Regions from separate parts of the Sus scrofa genome. Here region 1 is linked to region 2. Evidence: chromatin contacts called from public Hi-C data. All regions are on one chromosome and are shown on one strand. The core of a region is the stretch at or near the end of the contact, and the rest is flanking DNA. Distances in the headings are between cores, read along the strand shown.

Region 1 (5,952 bases), core at 2,735-5,234, 300 kb after region 2:
TTCATTCCAAAAAGGAAAGAAAAAAGAAAAATAAACAAAAAACCCCTATCAAGATGTATGCATTTGAATACTTTCTTTGCTGTTTATACAGTGATTTATCTTGAATAGTTTTATACTCATGTATATCCTCTTGAAGTGATACACTTGAAAAATATACTTATTTTGTGGCTAGGTTTTGGAAATTTTTTTTTTCATGAAAGAGAAAAGAAGTAGAAGATGGGTGTCTATTATGAAATTGGAGAAAACATTAAAAAGCTTAAGTTTATATCCATCAAAATTAGCAGTCTAAAATGTGCTTTAGAAGAATATTTTCCAGCTTTTGCTTAAAATATTTTCTTTTTGATTTGTAATAGAAAGACAATGAAAATTGAGAGACTAGGACAACAAACTAAGTGATCTAAGAGAATTAAAAGATAAATGCCAGGCATAGGAAGATTCTCTGCTCTGCACACCCAAGGTTATTCAGAGCAGGATGCCTTCTTGACAAATGCAGACTCTTGGAGAAAATATTCTTTAGCACTGAGCGTGTAGCTACTCTTCGCCACTGAGAGACATGAGAGGCATAGTTAGTGAATGCCTCTCCAAGAAACATAACAGCATGTCGCAACTTTCATACTTTGAAATTCTAGGGTTCTTGCAGTTAGAAGAGAGAATCATAGTGTTACCCTAAATATCAAAGTCTGTAATTCCACTCAGAAAACAGACCAATTCAATAAGCTCCTCTCATAATGCCCTGCACTGATGGATCTCCAGTCCTCAATTTCTGTACCAAACAGGCTTCTTTTTGTGGCAGAAAGAGTTCAAGTTTCATCTTTTAGCCTGTACAACTTCACCACGATTGACTTAAGGGCCAAATATAGGCTGAGATTTTAAAATGTTGCTTTGTAACATGAAGCGGTAGATTTAACAAAATTCCAACTTCTGCAGGCTGTTTCCATGACTGATGAGAACTGAAGCAGAGTTGCTAATGACAGGTTTATAATCACTCAGATGAAACCATCCCAAATTGACTGGAAAATGGTCCAGGTACTTGCTGTATGTGGAATGCGGCACACAAAAAATCCCAGTCGGTGAGACATTGATTATTAAATTAAGACATGGTGGAGGCATTAGACATGGAAAAGGGGCTTAACCTCATTAGCAGTTAGAAAAATGAAAATTGAAACAGTGGTGACCTACTGACCAGACTGGCTAAAATTAAGATGTAAAATCACATTGAAAGGAAGCTTGGTATTACTAAGGAAAGCTGAAAATATGTATACCATATGACCCAGAAATTCCACAAAAATACCTTTAAGAAATGCTTGCAGGATTAAGAAATGCTTGCAGGATTTTTTTTTTTATGATGGAAAAATAAATTGGAATACCAAACAGTAATGTAAATGAATAGATGACAGCTACAGGCAATACCCAGAAACTGTGCAAGCTGTCACAATTGTAAGCTTAAACAAAGAAATTATGGCATAAAAATGCCTACATTACGATTCTGTTCCTATGAAATTCAATACCACACAAAACTAAACTCTATTGTTCAGGAATGCACATATAAGTAGTCGCACTATAAAGAAAAGCAAGAAGATGATGAACACAAATACAAATAGTGTTTATCTCTAGGGAGAGGGTACTCTGTGGGGTGCTTATGCTGTTCTGTTTCTTGACCTGGATTAAACCATTTGTCTAAATAACTGTCCAAGAGTATGTGTACATTTTAAGTACTTTTCTATGTGAATGTTATGTGCCGCGATAAAAACTAAAACGCATCCACATCCACACACTCCGAGCCCATCATCCGTGGCACATGACTATCTAATGCCTCCTGTGCTAAGATGGGCCTGAACGGAGGGCAGTTCAGGGCTGGCAGCTATGGCAAAATGCACACTGGATTCAAAGTGTTTCTCCTTCATGTAACGTCATTGATTGACTGTGATCTGGGATTGAGTTATCAACACACAAAAATCCCCTTCCATAAAATCCTGTTTGATTCAACTAACTTCATTCATTCTTATAAATACCCACTTAGTCTTATCTCAATTTAGTTTAGGGACAAAAACCACTAGGCATTATTATAAATTAAATGAGAATTGATTGTGAATCTCTGAGAATTGGTCCCGGCTCCTTTATTTTCATGCCAGCCCTGTTCTCTTTCTAAATGACCTGCAAATTTGTTTTAGTCAATTTCCTTTTACCTCAAGTGACACAGCCTGAGCTCCATAGATAGTGAAGGAGAAAATACATTCAGCAATTTTTTTTAATCATCTCCAAACACATGAGCAAAGGAATATCTGAAAGATGTTTTCACCTGACTAATTAGGTTAGAAATCTCAGGAGAACAGTTCTGCTTGCTACATTTTTGATGGAAATGCTTCTGTTTCTGGTTGAGAATCTTGCAGAAACAGATTTCTCCTTTGACACTTCCTGTTGGAACTTCTGGGAGAAAAAAAGAATGCAACTTTTTCTTTTTCATCAATTGGGAGAGAGACATAGATCGCAGGGTAACTTAGGTACAAGCGCCATGACTTCTTAATGTTTTAAGTACATACTTTATAGCATGGAATTATCAGAGTACCAGAAAATAAATGCTTTTTGCTAACTGTGGACACATGCTCCCCATCTCAAACTGTGGTATTTCATTCACCACTTTCATTCCAGTGTTTATGAAGTTCTCGGTTTTTAGTATCTGCAAGTCAAATAGTGGAATATAAAACACTTCTCTTCTGTGTTTGAAACATTCTTCCCTTTTCTCATTTATCAATGTGAGTGCTTAGAACCAACTGTCCTTCCATTCTTTCGTCACTTTACATTTGTCAACTGGGGAGTGAAAGTCTCTGAAGGAAGCAGTTAGTTTTCCTTTGTGTTCTCCATGGCATTTACATACAATGCTGAAAATACATGGGTGCTTAATAAATTCTGGCCACTTCTGACCCCATCCCTTTGAAAAAGATACGTTTTAAAAGTACACCAAAATCTTGCCTTGAGATTCTTACTCAGCATGGTCAGGGCCAGTTAAGACAAGTGGTAGGACATGACTGAACTCTTGGTCTCTTCAGAGTCTTCGGCTACAGATTATAATTGTTAGTGATAACTGCTAGAAATGGCTATTATTGAAAATGGGGCCCCTAACTAATTTTAAAAATATATATGCCTGTCAGGGTACTGGGGTAAAATGCAGTGGCAAAAATATACTAATGAAAGGATAATATTGTGTGTGATGACATGGGGGAAGAAGAAAAAAAAAAAAAACCTGGCAAGAAGCCAAACATGAGAAAAACACAAGGTAGCTCTGATCTCAATCCACTGGGGTTTCCCCCATTGCCTAGTGCCCTTTACCTCCCATCAGAAGATGCTATAGGTGCTAGTCAAGAAGTTAAAGAATTAGTGTTTGTGACAACAAAGAAGAAAAGGATAGGCGTTTTCTGGTGGCTTAGTGGGCTAAGGGTCTAACATTGTCACTGCTGTGGCTCTGGTTACCTCTACAGTTTGGGCCACCTGGCCTGGGAACTTTTGCATGCCACGGGTGCAGCCAAAAAGAGAGAAAGGATGGCCTCTTTAGAGCTCCTAGTATTTGGTTTTCAATGTTCAGTTTCACGAATATAATAGAATGCAGTGGGGACATGCTCTACAAGGCAGAGACACAGACCAAGGATTACCTTTGGGGCCCTTGATGTTGTATACAAAACTGGGTCTGTACATACATTCCTTTTTCCTGAGTTTTCTGGCCTTTTATCTGGGATTCCTGACCTTTTCTTCCTCCAGATTAAAAATCATTGCTTATAAGTAACTCCACATTTTTTCTAATGTCCTAGAACTAGCCATCTGAGCTTGACTGGACAAGCAAATTTGAGAAAGATCCTTCCCACAAGGACTCAAATGGCATTTTGCAAAGATGACAGTTCTCATCATGCATCAGTTTAGAACTGTTGAGGGGATCCCTTTCCAGAATCCAAGCATCACGCTGAAAATACCAGAGGCTATTAATACTGCATGTATATTTACTTTCATGACTTGGCAAGTGTGTGAGCTGCGACACACAATCTTCGCAGAGAGGACACTGTGAAGGTTGGCTTGCAACCACGCAGATGTCTGGGGTTTGGCTTCATGCTCTCTCCTCCTCCTCCTTCTCAGCCACAGAATGGTTCACCTAGTGCATTTGTATTTCCATTCTCTGGAGCCTAGTCTCTTCTGGTTTTTTTTTTTTTAATTTTTGAAATGTAATATACCATAAATTCAAATTTCCAAGTGTACAGTTCAATAGTTTTTAGTTTATCCACTGAGTAATGCAACCATCATCACCACCTAATTTTAAAACCTTCTATTTTTAAGACTCTCTTCTAAGCGTTTTCTTCTGATGTCTCTGGAACAACATTATGCTTCATTTATTTTTTTTAAAGAAAGAAGATCTATGTTCTGAAATCACCCCTGTAGATAACTGGCAATCACATGATTTAAGGTGGGGAGTCTTGATAATGTAGATTGGCCCCTTCTCTTCTAATGCCAGCTTTAATTCTTTGTGAGGCAGAAAGAATGCGTGTTTAATCAATTTTTAAAATGTAGTTGATATCTCCCAGACAAAAAGAAAAAGAAAAAAGGTTGGACCATTCGAATTTACCATTTTTGTAGGCCATCAGTAGCGAATATTTGTCATTTCACAAGGTTCAACATAATGAAAAATGCATGAAATTTTCATGCTTACTCCAGTGGCACTGCAAAAATTTGAAGGAAGATACTATGTTTCAGGCTCATTAAAAATAAAGTAACTTGCTCTTGTTTGAAACACATAGCTAAAATATTGTGGGGTTTTGTGATTATATACAAAGAGCTAAAATATTCTCAACCTTCATTCATTCAATCTTTCACTAAGTAGCTACTCTCTGCCAAGACAGGTGATAGGAAGGAAGATACAGTCCCTTCCATAAGGAACACACATTTTTGCTGTACCTTCTTTATGAATTTATTATTTTATAGCTCTGCAAAGTGTTTGCATTTCTATCTTCAGCAAATTTATTAACTCATTAACTCTTGGTTCCTACTGCTTCAGAGGTAGGCCAAGCCCTCCTTTCTTTCACACAAACTTCAATTACACAAAAGACTTTTTTTTTTTTTAATCTCCCTGTAATTCCCAAATTCACAGAATGGAACAATCTTATGCCAGTGTTGCAATGTTTCCACACTATTAAGGGGTGGAATTTTGTGGTTTTCCCAAGTGTAAGTACCACCTGCCTCAGTCTTAGCTGAATGTCAATGAGTCTCAATTCTCAAGTTTTGAAAGTAGATTAAAGCATTTAATTTACACAACACACACAGAGTGTCTTAAAGTGTCAAAATATAGCTGTCAATATTCAAGTCTTATGTGTGATCAGAAACATCAATAATATAAAAGACACATATAAGTAACTTGTACATACTTCCAGGATATTGGTAATTCCCAATATAGTTTAAATACTACACTAGCCTTTCAGATATCCAGTGGATTTTACTAGTTTTGATTTAAGCTGGGATGCACTCCTGGACTATTGACTTGGGGTGGAGAACGACATATATCTTTTATTAATTTTCCTCCAAGTACTGCTCCTAGGCAGAGAAAGAGAATGCTGGGAAAGGCCCATCATCAGGTCGGCACCAGAAAGGTCATGATGCTCAGGAAGCAAAATGATGAAAATCAAGGATAATAGAGTTAATCATGTCCAGAAGTGATAGAATTTGTGAGGCTTGGAGAACATATCATTCCATTACTTCATTAACAAATAAGGAAATGGAATTCCTGAAAAGCTAAGTGACTGATTCAAAGTTATTTATTAGGTAAAAATCCAAAATTCAAATCCAATGATTCAAATTCCCAACACACACAAAAAAGATCCTACCATATAGCACAGGGAACATATTCAGTATCTTTTGATAAGACATAATGGAAAAGAACATGAAAATATGTGTGTGTGTGTGTGTGTGAGAGAGAGA
Region 2 (5,531 bases), core at 1,778-4,277:
GTAAGTAATTCTTAATCTGTAATCTCCTCTTACTATTGGCTGCTTTTCTTTTGCTTCTGCACAACAAATCAAGGATCATTGTAAAGGCGATTTTGGCATGAAGCACTATTGTGGTCTGAACTTTGCATATGGTTATAAATTCAAAACCTGGAGACGTATTGGAAGCTCAAAAAAGCAGTAATTAAAGGTGGTTTTGGTTCTCGTTATTGTGGCTACTTTTCACTTTGGGAGTTTGTTTGATTTTTGTTGACTGGAAGAAAGTTTCCTTAGAAATTCATTTTCTTCAAGATGAGATAGAAAAAGATCACTCTTTAGACCTTAATTTGTGAAATTTCCTGCGGGATAAAAGCAGGTTCGTTATGATAGAAGAAATCGTTGGCTTCTGTTGCTGTTGGACTTGCTTTAATATTACATCCAGATGATGTGGAGATGAGTGTGGACTGGTGTCTATGCTCTGATGCCTCCTTACTACAGAGAATTCATTCCAGCATACACAGTGTCACAGTTGCTGTCTGTGTGGCGTGCACTTGTGTCTCTAATGCCAGGCAGGAAATTTGATACAGTCTTTCAGGATCAAAATAAACTGTTACCAATCTGCATTTTTAAAGTTTTGTTGTAAAAAAAATGTTTCTGTAAAGGGATGTGCTGGCTGTCACATAGACATAGTTTAAAAATGTTGATCTCAAATTTCTGAATCTTGTTCCAATACATTGTCACTTGTTATCTACTGATCTTCCAAAGATTATTTAGTTCAAGATTCCCATTGAGTCTTTTAATGTTTTCATTTATTCTATTAGAAATAGACCAAGGTGTTTGGTTTTTTTGGGTCCTTCCTTCCTTCCTTCCTTCCTTTCTTTCTTTCTTCCTTTCTTGCTTGCTTGCTTTCTTGCTTGCTTGCTTTCTTGCTTGCTTTCTTGCTTTCTCTCTCTCTCTCTCTCCATGTTTTTAGGGCCATACCCATGACGTTGTGAGGTTCTCAGGCTAGGGGTTGAATCGGAGCTGTAGCTGCTGGCCTATACCACACTCACAGCAATGCCAGATCTGAGCCACATCTGCGACCTGCGTACACCACAGCGCATGGCAATGCCAGATCCTTAACCCACTGAGCGAGGCAAGGGATCAAAACTGTGTCCTCGTGGATCTTAGATTCGTTTCTGCTGAGCCACAGTGGGGACTCCAGACCAAGGTTTTGTCATCAGAATTGTACAAGGGCATTTGGTCTTAGCATCGACATGTGATGTGGCTACACAGGGTATCCCAGACCTTCCCACACCCTCAGCCCCTTTCCCCCAAAGGCAAGCGAGACAGGGATTTCTCTTGTGTCCTACTATAAAGTGGTGTTTTCTTTAATACCAACTAAAGAAAATTTACTTAAAGTACTCTAGGATTATTAAAATTGTTTTTCTTAGGTAAACCCTATTCCTAAGTATTTTATTACTATTTGTCCTACAAATGAACAAAGTGAAATGGACAGTCTCGCAAGTGTTCCTCTGATTGGCTGTCCAAACCTTGGACTCTTCTCTGAGATTTGAGAGCATGTTCTAGTTTTCTTGCTGGCAACCATATAGAGTATGAATGTAACGTTTATGTCTGTCTTTAGAATTAGGGATCGTTTTCAGTTAAATTAATTGTTCACAATAAACTGAGAATTTGCAGTTACATCATGGAAGAAAGTCAAGGTCATCAGTCAAAATATTTAAGCCCTACTTCATGGAGGCATTACGTGAGATACTGAAGACAGGGGTCAGGCTGGCTGCCTGACCTCAAGAAACGTACAGCCTAGCCGGGGAGAAATAGTAGCAGAAGAAGTAAGTGGCCGTTTCAGTATCCTAGATGCCAAGTGTACATGATTTTGCCAAATGTAAGGTTGACACGGGAGTATTCAGAAAAGGCCTCAAAGCGGCTAGAGGAAACTAGAAGACCTCTCTGGAAGAAAACCTTTGACCAGTCTTGACCTGACCAGAGATGGGTAGGATTTGGATAGGAAAATTCCAGGTGAAGAAAGCAACATATAAGTATATGCCTCAGGAGTGACTGAAAACGTAGTACATGCCACGATAATGCGAGGACATCCGTCTCATGCAGGGTCTCCGCACTGCCTGACTCACTGGGTAGCAGCGGTGGTAGGATTCTGGGAGCACACTCCCTCACGCATGTTTTTGGCTCCCAGTTAGTACTTCTTGAGTAACAAGAAAATAACCTGCCCCAGAGAAGCCTGCATTCTATATCCTCATGGGGTGGGGGGAGAAGAAGCAAAGTACAGATTGAAAAAGATGGACCATTTAGTGTAGTCGGGAGAAGCAACGCAACGTATAATAGCACGAAAGTCAGGTGAGAAGGGTGGTGCACTTCGAGAGCCTGGCTGGGACGAGAGTCCCATGGAAGGTGACACTCGAGTGGGGAACTGGAGGAGTGAAGGGAGCAAGTCGGATGAGTGTCTGGGAAGGCTGTCCAGGCCGGTGGAGCAGTGCTGGGAGGCGGGAGGAAGCCCGAGGGTCCCCTGCGCAGGAGGCCACGTCGGATGCGTGTTCTAACAGGGTCGCGCTGGCTCTGCTCTGAATCAGCTGGGGCGGGTGCCGTGTGGAGGGCAGCGAAGAGACGCGTTCAGAAGCGAATGAAATCATCAGGCAGGAGGCAGTAGTCGCTTGATCCAGGGTGGTGGCAGAAGGGGTGGTGGTAAGTCATCTGATGCTGGATATATTTTGAGGGCAGGGCCGGAGGATTTCCTGACAGATTGGATGCCGGCTGTGGGATTCCCTATCTCCTTTCCCTGGGGACAGTCAGGTGCAGCCCTGAGTAATCTCAGCACAGCCAAGATTATCTCCTGGCTCTGCACCACTTTCCCCGAGGGACTGCTGAGAGAAAAAAAAGACTTACTTTTTTTTTTTTTTTTTTTTTTTTGCTGTCCTCTTTTCTCGGATCTGGAAAACTGACTTAAGAGACTGAAGACCCTGAGAGGCACAGTGTTGAAACATACTTCTCTTTCCTGAGTGCTTTAGATTCACATTTTTCAGTAAAGTTCCCTGGATTCCTTTTTGGAAATATTGTTGCATCAGCCTATTTTTTTAGGAAGAAAACAGTTAACCACTTTCAAATGGAGGCTGTATATGCTATCTGAAAATATTAACATATTGACAACATATAAGGACATACTGAGAGTAAACCTGCAGATACAGAGAGGATATCTCCAGGGCTGTTGTGGCAACAGTTCGTCCTGGTTACTAGACAACATTGCGTAACTAGTTGAGAGTTATTCCAGTTCCCAACTGCTTATATAAGCAAAGATTTGGAAAGACTTGCTTGAAAGAACACAGTGTATGCAAACCTCAGTGTCTCAAAACTGAAATGTGTTACTTTAAAAGTGTAAAATGGTCATATGCAGTGTACTGTCCCCACATAGCCCTTTTACCTTTCCAGGAAAATCAACAAAAATCATGTCACACAAACCTTCTGCTTACATTGCTTTTCCGTATACTGGCATTCCTGACTTTACATATAAACAGCCTCTAAATTTGGAAGTAGGTGAAGTTCTTTTTTAAGTTTTTAAACTTTGCAGCAGTTTATAAAGTAGCATTTGATTTGTGGGTTTAGTGCATATGATTTCTGAACCTAGATGTGTTTGTCACTTCGCTGTCGCTTACTAGGCTTTAGGAAACAGACCTTTTAATGGGATCTTTACATGTTAGTTCAGTGGCCCTCCATATTTTTCTCCTGCCCCCCACTCCAAGTGTTGAAAGAGAATGAACAGAGGCATTTTATAAAAATCCTCCCCTGGACTGACTGATGGCTGGTACTATCTACTTTTAGTCTTAATTGCAAATGATAGTGAATGTGTCACGTGGGGTCCAGTAATTTATGTATTTATTTATTTTATCCATTGACTCTAAAAGTGAAGTTTAACTCTGTGATGCTTAGTAGGAGTAAAAAAGGAATTCTTATCTGGGTTTGTGAAATAATTTTAAATCATCGCCTTTTGTTTTTGTTTTTTGCTTTTTTTTTTTGCTTTTTAGGGCCGGACTAGTGGCATATGGAGGTTCCCAGGCTAGGGGTTGAGTTGGAGCTACAGCTGCCGTCCTAAACCACAGCCACAGCAACACTGGATCCCAGCTGTGTCTGCAACCCACACCACAGCTCGAGGCAACGCCGGATCCTTAACCCACTGAGCGAGGCCAGGGTCAAACCTGCAACCTCATGGTCCCTAGTTGGATTCGTTTCCACTGCGCCACAACGGGAACTCTGTATACCATTGCCCTTTGAAAGGAAGTAATTAAAGTGTGAAAGCATTTAAAAAATAAGACATAGATGATAATTAACAGAAGTAAATAAGAAAAAATAAACTTCTACAAATCTCTTACCGCTTAGAATAGAAAACACAGCATTTGTATTTTTTCAGATGCAAGTTACTTTAGAAATGGAGAAAGCATTAGAGAGAAAGAGACTCTTTCCAGATTAGTTGCTTCCTTGCTTTTGACCCATATGGTATAAAAACTACCAACAGTTGTGAATGTGATAGCTGACCTTTAAAAAAAAATGTGTTTTGGGATTACCAAAAAAAAAGAAACCAACTAAAACTTCTTAGTCTGTTGAAGGAGCATGACTTTTTTTTTTCTGAAATTTTACTAATTTGAGCTTCATTCCTTTTAAGTTTCAAGGTTGTGAGGAAAGAAAGCTTATGTTAATGAGTGTTTCCTTTTACCAAAAATTTTATACTAATTAAATTTTTAAGCATAGTCCAAGTTAAATATCTCTGCGTGAAAGTGATTTTATAACCTGTTGACAAAAGTAATTTAGGACTTAAACTTTTCTTGATAAAATGGAGAGAGAGAGGCTCTTCAGAACAAAACACGCTCTTTGGGAGCCCATCAGAGTAAATGCGTTTTCAGGTTTCTTTAGAACATTATCAGGTTTCTGGGAACTGGAGCTGTTGAAGTTCCAGGTATTATTTCTGCCTGCCTTCCAACCTCCTGAGCTACTGTATCTCTAAAGGGCTTCATCATCCGAGCGTCCCGGGCCTGGGAATCTCAGCTGCATCCCAAGTTCCCACAGCTGAGGCTCAGGCATGCGGACAATGCGGGACAGCCCGCAGCCCACACGTCCAGCAACAACTGGGTCCTTCCTCTTCCTGGGGAAGAGCAACATCCTCTGAGATGAGAAGAAATGCACCCTGAGGAATGCAGGAACAGCAGCGGGCTTTTCACACAGGAAATGACTCTGGAAAGTGCTTGTCTCCTGGCCCGTCCGCCTGTAATGAGCTTCCTGCTGACCTGAGGCGGCTTCACCAGGGCGCTGGATGCCCTGTGTGGGTCCGACAGGTTCACAGAAAGCAGTGAGCGTGGCTTTCCGTTGCTCTGTGCATCCACACCCATCTGGATCTGAGTTAGTTGGTGCTGCTCGTTCGGTGAAGCTGGGTGGCTTTGCTCCTTTATTTAGCCACCTGACAGCTAATTATTTGGTGGGAGTAGACGGCACGTCGGCTCAAGTGGATTTTTCAGTCAGCTCTTTGTGCTTTATGAAGTCGGGTTATGTAAATT

Evidence for each region. Hi-C and Micro-C count contacts between places; a contact is called where the count stands out from the background.
Region 1: a contact with region 2 is called in a Hi-C map of skeletal muscle, with 5 times the contacts expected there. A contact is called at or near these places in 6 of 47 Hi-C or Micro-C datasets (heart right ventricle, liver and skeletal muscle) and 2 of 2 datasets of targeted methods (alveolar macrophages and skeletal muscle).

What each region holds. Positions count from the first base shown.
Region 1 is chr5:93,490,762-93,496,713 of Sscrofa11.1, forward strand. No RefSeq gene overlaps it. Among named protein-coding and RNA genes, the nearest start is that of DUSP6, 190 kb to the left of the region's middle.
Region 2 is chr5:93,189,809-93,195,339 of Sscrofa11.1, forward strand. The region is part of intron 10 of POC1B (POC1 centriolar protein homolog B); the gene reads left to right. Among named protein-coding and RNA genes, the nearest start is that of GALNT4, 60 kb to the left of the region's middle.